2 separate regions of the Mus musculus genome follow, and region 1 is linked to region 2. Evidence: chromatin contacts called from public promoter capture Hi-C data. All regions are on one chromosome and are shown on one strand. The core of a region is the stretch at or near the end of the contact, and the rest is flanking DNA. Distances in the headings are between cores, read along the strand shown.

Region 1 (3,105 bases), core at 63-2,562, 82 kb before region 2:
GCTCTGCAGCTCTGCCCAACATCAATTCTATCTCTATCTTCTCTGTCCTATCCAGCCCTCATTTCTTTCTCCATTACCTTGACCACTATTCAGGCAGTCTATGCCACTCCAGAATCTAGAGAGAGCCTTTTGGCAACTCTTGTCCATAGTCCTCCTAGCCATCCTGTCTACCCATAAGGCACTACTTCATCTTTCAGAATCAGGTACTGAGGAAAACCTCTGCCATCTCCAGCCTCTCATATGAGATAAGCTCTGTGACAGGAAGAGGTGGAACAGGAGGCAACAGTAACATTGTGAAAGAAGTGTGGCTGAAGCTTAAAGATCAGGGCCTGCCCTGAGGAGACCTCATTTGTTTTCTCCTCTAGCTTCTGTCTCTTCCACCGTTTCTTAGACCCACAGGCTCAGCTCTCACTTCTCATGGTCTCTCACTCTCTTCCATGTTCTTGGATCTGAAATGTACCTCCTTCTTAGGTCCTTAGGCCTTACTTAGTTTCCATCCCGCAGGCTTCATTTTCTTGGCTCCATTTTTTTCCCTGCTCATAATCATTGCCACATTCTGTGCGTATGTGTGTGGTGCGCGCGCGCGCGTGTGTGCGTGCATGTGCAGTGATGTGTGGTGTGTGTGGTGTGTGGTGTGTGTGTGTGTGTCTGAGAGTGAGAATGTGTGGTATGTGTATGCGTGTGAAGGTATTCATGTGTGTTTGTGTGTGTGTGTAACGGTGTGAGTGTATGTGTATCTGGAGGTGTGTTGTGTATGCGTGTGTCTGTCTGTATCTGTGTGTGTGTGTGTGTGTGTGTGTGTGTGTGTGTGTGTGTGTGTGAATGCCCATGCACTGTGCCAGAGATTGAACCAGGATTACTGATTCTGAGAGGTCGGCAACATTTCAGAGACTAAGAAGTTGTTATCATTGCCAGTGGCTGACCCTACTTGGCAGTTCTGTGTCTGTATTTTAGGTCCACGAGTGGGAGGATTTTGCTTATTTCATTCTGTGCTGTTTTCCCAGGGCCTGGAAGATGCCTGGCACACTGTTGACGCTCACTAAACATCACCTGAATGAGTGATGGAGGATAAATCTTGTAGCTATTTCCTCCACATTGAAACATTACCTAAGCCGAGGAGGGGATCTTGTAAGACTCTGAAACCTAATACGACTTATAAGGCTCGGAAGCTGAGAAAGCAGACCCTGGTGAAGGCATGTGACTGCAGGTACCATGTGAATAGAAAAAAAATCTGCCTGAAGACTAGGGCAAAGGTGAGCCAAGCGCTCCACACTCAAATACCACCACAGCCCTGATCACAGCGCGAACATCCTCCTGATCCTCCCGGATCATTAGAACTTTGGACTCTTTGGTGAGCTTGTTTAGGGTAAGCACAAGGCTAGATTTTCTCTTGTGCAATCTAGAGGGTTTCACTGACAATCTGTCCTTAGGGTGCTGCTCTGTCCTGGTAATGTTTTAAGGTCAGTCACGTATTATAGTATTTGTTCATTCTTGAAGAAGTAAATTAATTCACCAAATACTTATAGAGGACCACCGAGTACTTTACAGAGGGGTGAAGAGATGAAGGACGGAGAGCCTTATTGGAGGGGATAATGAAGAAAAGGGAGAGGGCTTAGACTCATGAAGAAAATGAGATTAGACCTTCATGGAACAATGTTTTCATGAAACATGGGGTTTTGTAGGTTTGAAGGAGGCTGGCCGATACTTGAATTTAAATAAGAGTTGGTACAATACAAACGTCTGTTGTCTGGTTTAGATGCCAACCCTTTTACCTAAAATATAAAACGGAAACACATTCACAAAGAACAAAGTCAGAAATTGCAGTAAAATTGCAGTCAGCTTGGGCTTCATCCTCAAATCATCATATTTCTACTCAAAAAGAGACGAGAACCTTCCAGAAGGAAGGCTTGAAAGGTCTAGGGTCAATGCGGAGCCTTACCATAGTTTTTATGGCTTTTATTTTTATTGATTCAAAGTCTAAATGCTTGATCTTACTATTCTAACAGGAAGAGAGGATGTCCACTCCAGCTCCCCCACCCCACATCAGCTTTTCCCATGAAATTACAGCCTTAGTCAACAGTAGATCTACTATCCTGAAAAGGCTATGTTAGTCAACTGTAGATCTATAGCCCTGTAAAAGGCTGTTGTCAGAAGGAAAGGTTGAAGACATGCAAGTGACTTTTCTGGAGATGGCCCAGTGTTTTGCATAGCCTGCAGAGGGTGAGCGCTGAGGCAAGGTCCCAAGAGACTTCATCCCAGGATTGCTTCTTGCTGCTGATATGCCTTTTCCTGTCACTATTACACAGTCTAATGATTTCTGGGGATTAGTCCACCCTATTGGGAAAATTTTCTTCAGATTAACACGAAGATGTACTTTCATGTAGTAATGCTGTGTAGACAAATTGATGATTTCATAATTCCTAAAAAATGATTTTATAAAATTCCTAAATTTATACAAGTAATTTCGAGCCCTCTAAAAGCTGCAGATTGGGCTCTGTAAATCTTCATGTGTTCCAGGCTACTTGCACTAGGATAAGAAAGCAGGCTTGGAACCAATTGACTATCAGGAAAAACGTTCCTTCTAGGTTAGCTATGAGACCATTATCTGGTAACTATAGGTCATAAACTGGGAATGGACAATTTATTGTAGGTGAAAGGACAGAAAATAAAATATTTACTGGTTTATCTATACAAAGCTTCAAATCTAATGAGACACAAGGCAGATGATTTGTCTATTGACAACATCATGCTGACTTGTGACATAAAAATTATTGCTTTGAACTTATAATGAAATCACGAGTCTAGAAGATAGATAATGAATGTTCAGTCAGATATCAGTCTTAATGGAAAGACATGTAAACATCTCTGCTGTAACTTTTCGTCATTTTATGACATGAACTATTGTCTTGAAGTTGCTATGAACTTATGGAATGTAAAGATGCTTGAAAAACCATGTGAGTAATTATCTGAGAAAGTATAAGACCAAGAACAGGGTCTAGAGAGATGGCTCAGTGGTTAAGAGCCCTAACTGCTCTTCCAGAGGTCCTGAGTTCAAATCCCAGCAACCACATGGTGGCTCACAACCATCTGTAATGAGATCTGACA
Region 2 (3,105 bases), core at 519-3,018:
AAGTGAACGTGGGCCCTTTGAAAGAGCAGGAAATACTTTCAAATGCTGGACCATTTCTCTAGCTCTCAGTGTAGTTTTATTTGCATTTTGTTGATAAATAAAGTTGGACATGTTTTGATGTATCCATTAGCTACTTATATGCCTTTTGAATATTGACTGTTGATAATTTTTGGATTATTTGTTTGCTTGCCTTTTTAAAACAATCTTTGTTTTGAATGCCAACTTATTGCTAAATGAATGGTTGCAAATATTTTCTCTCATTCTGATATCACTTCTGCTTTGTAACAGTCCTATAGTTTGTAATGTGTTTTAAACAATCCTATAATATACACACTTAAATTATGAACAATAACACTAAGTACTGTTTTTAAAAGATTTATGTATTTTTATTTTAGAAGTGTTTTTACATTTTATATTTTATAAATGTTTTGCCTGAATGTTTCTTTTCTTTTTTTTCTTTTTTTTTTTGGTTTTTTGAGACAGGGTTTCTCTGTATAGCCCTGGCTGTCCTGGAACCTACTTTGTAGACCAGGCTGACCTTGAACTCAGAAATCTGCCTGCCTCTGCCTCTGGAGTGCTGGGATTAAAGGCGTGCGCCACCACACCACGCCTGGCTTGCCTGAATGTTTCTAAGTGTACTGCATGTGTGCCTTGTCCCCATGAAGGTCAGAAGGGCACCAGATCCCCTGGAACTGGAGTTTCAGTTTTGAGCCTTCATGTGGGTATTGGGAACTGAACCTGGGTCTTTCTGCAAGAGTAGCCAGTGCTCTTAACTTCTGATCTACCTCTCCAGCCCCAACATGAGCACTTTTAAAAATGAAACATCTGGGTGGTGGTGGCGCACACCTTTAATAACAGCACTTAAAAGGTAGAGGCAGGCAGATTTCTGTGAGTTTGAGGCCAACCTGGTCTAAGAGGGAATTCTAGGACAGCTAGGGCTACACAAAGAAACCTTGTCTTGAAACAAACCAACCAACCAACCAAACCCTTAAAAACCATTCTTTGACTTGGAGTTAGGTTTGTCTTTGTAGCTTTGCTTGGTCTTGTTTGTCTTTATGCTGAAAATGAAATGTACAGATTGATTGAGCCCAGTGAGGCATTGACAGAAGAGGATTGCGTGTACATGGCCCCTGCGTATACATGACTTGGAGACGCGCAACAAAGATGCCCCTTTTAAGAGAGTCTTACTGCCTTCCTCCGAGCAATGTGCGTGCAGCCTATGTTTAGAGTCTGCTTCAGACACATGAATCCCCAGGTCATGAGTTCACAAGAGCAGCATACATTTGGATAAGTGAGCAATGCAGAAGTATAAAGACATTTCAGTTCATCACACAGCATTCTTTACAATACTTACTTAGAACCTAGCTTAGCTTTTTCTCTACTGCTGTGATAAAACATCTTAACCAAGACAACTTTGAACAAGTGTTCCAATGTCCAAAACTGTAGGGAATGGTTGTCATTTAAACCACCACAGGACATCTATCTGATTAGCTGAGTGTTAGATCTGGTTGAGTGCTGCCTAAACTTGCTTTCCCCCTTCTGTTCATGGATGCAGAGTCCATATTCCAAGTATGCTGCACTTTTAACTTGAGAGAAACCAATCTGCACCCACTGCTCACCTCGTCAGACCTCTGTACTGGGAGGAAATTCACAAACAGGAATTTAGAATGTGGTTAGTGTTTTGTTGAAGGAGTACAGGATAGTGAGTTACAGACAGGGCGTCAGCCAGGCTGATGGCGCTGGGGAGAGCGGGAGCAGGGACGAGGAATCAGATCACCAGCCTGAGCTGCTGCTTGCAGACCGCTTTCCTCACCTGTAACGTGCAGATGACAGACACAGCCAGCTCCTTTAGCTTAGAGTTGGTTACTCATGTGATAGAGGGGTACAGATGCTGAGCGGGTGAGAGGACACAGTAAAAGCTTTTCCTGGTGTGATGGCTACTCTGAGTTGTCAGCATGACTGGTCGAGAAACACTCCAAATCCAGATGCAGGACTGTCTGTGAGGACATTCTAGAGGAGATTCACTAATTGGGTGGACCTGCCACACTGGGGTAAAGGGACAGAAGGCAGCTTGCCGCTTCACCCTCTCATGCTCTTCATGGTGCATGCTGCTCTGCTGTCAGGGTGGACTGCAGCCTCTGAAACTGAGACAAAATAAACTGCTTCTTGAGTGTAGTAGAGATTTTTAGTCCCAGTCCAGAGTTTTACCCCACCTCTATCATTCAATTCCCAGATAAAGGACACAGACAACTTTTATATTTACTGTAAGCCTTAAACAGCACAAAGGCTGGGCAGATGTCTAACCTCTGTGCTATTAGAATCTACTTTCCTATCAATAACCTCGAGTTATTACTTAACCCTGTTTCATCTGGGCTGCTTTTAACTCCAGTTGGCCAGCCCTCAGGGCCATGTTTTCATGACTCACCTAACCCGTGGCAACTTTCTCTTCCTCCTCCACCTTTTTCCCCTCTTGGTTCTCTTTTGACTCCCAAGCCTGGGAAACTGAAAACAATGACCCCCCCCCCCCATACACACACCTGTGTCTCTTCTGCCTAGCTATTGGCTGACAGCATCTTTACCTACCAATCAGAAATAACTTGGGAGCAAGGTCACATAGCTCACTTAGGTCTACTGCAGACTCTCATCTTGGGGATGAGATTATAATATACAGTAAAAGACCAAACCTCAGCACTTGGGTCCTGCCTCCTACTCCCAACATGCAGCTCTGTGTTGCCTTGTTAAAATCCCACTGGCTAGCAGTTATGTGGCCAAGCTTTGATTCAAGAATGGACAGGTAGATTTTCACCATTCTGTGGGAAGACTTACAGAAAAAAGTATGCATGATATGTGGGAGTTAACACACGCGCATGCGTGCACACACACACCACCAACTGTTCATAATACTAGTAACCTAACATTCAATGAGTCATTTCTCTAAACAATACTTAGTACAAATGAAACATGTCTGCCCTGAAATTATCTGACATAATGAAACCTTTGAGCACCCTGGGTTTTTACATCTGGTAAAATGTATGTAGCAGATATTCCAATGTTGAAGAACTATGAAATCTGAAACACTTCTGGGCCCAAGTGTTTCATAAGCAA

Evidence for each region. Promoter capture Hi-C pulls out the DNA fragments that hold promoters and counts their contacts.
Region 1: a contact with region 2 is called in a promoter capture Hi-C map of liver. The contact joins two enhancer-like sites. A contact is called at or near these places in 2 of 39 promoter capture datasets (embryonic stem cells and liver), 2 of 15 datasets of contacts at CTCF or cohesin (both in the NIH/3T3 cell line), 28 of 484 Hi-C or Micro-C datasets (the C2C12 cell line, CD8 T cells, the CH12 cell line and 16 more) and 4 of 115 datasets of contacts at active chromatin or transcription factors (embryonic stem cells, epiblast stem cells and kidney).

Annotation. Positions count from the first base shown.
Region 1 is chr3:121,878,753-121,881,857 of GRCm38.p6, reverse strand. No RefSeq gene overlaps it. Among named protein-coding and RNA genes, the nearest start is that of Gm34050, 23 kb to the left of the region's middle. Within about 2 kb of position 1,312, at least 8 of the 459 cell types and tissues checked have an H3K27ac peak or open chromatin away from gene starts, as enhancers often do. A contact at or near this core is called in liver, where this site is marked.
Region 2 is chr3:121,796,869-121,799,973 of GRCm38.p6, reverse strand. All of the region lies in intron 1 of Abcd3 (ATP-binding cassette, sub-family D (ALD), member 3), which reads left to right. Among named protein-coding and RNA genes, the nearest start is that of Abcd3, 17 kb to the left of the region's middle. Within about 2 kb of position 1,768, at least 7 of the 459 cell types and tissues checked have an H3K27ac peak or open chromatin away from gene starts, as enhancers often do. A contact at or near this core is called in liver, where this site is marked.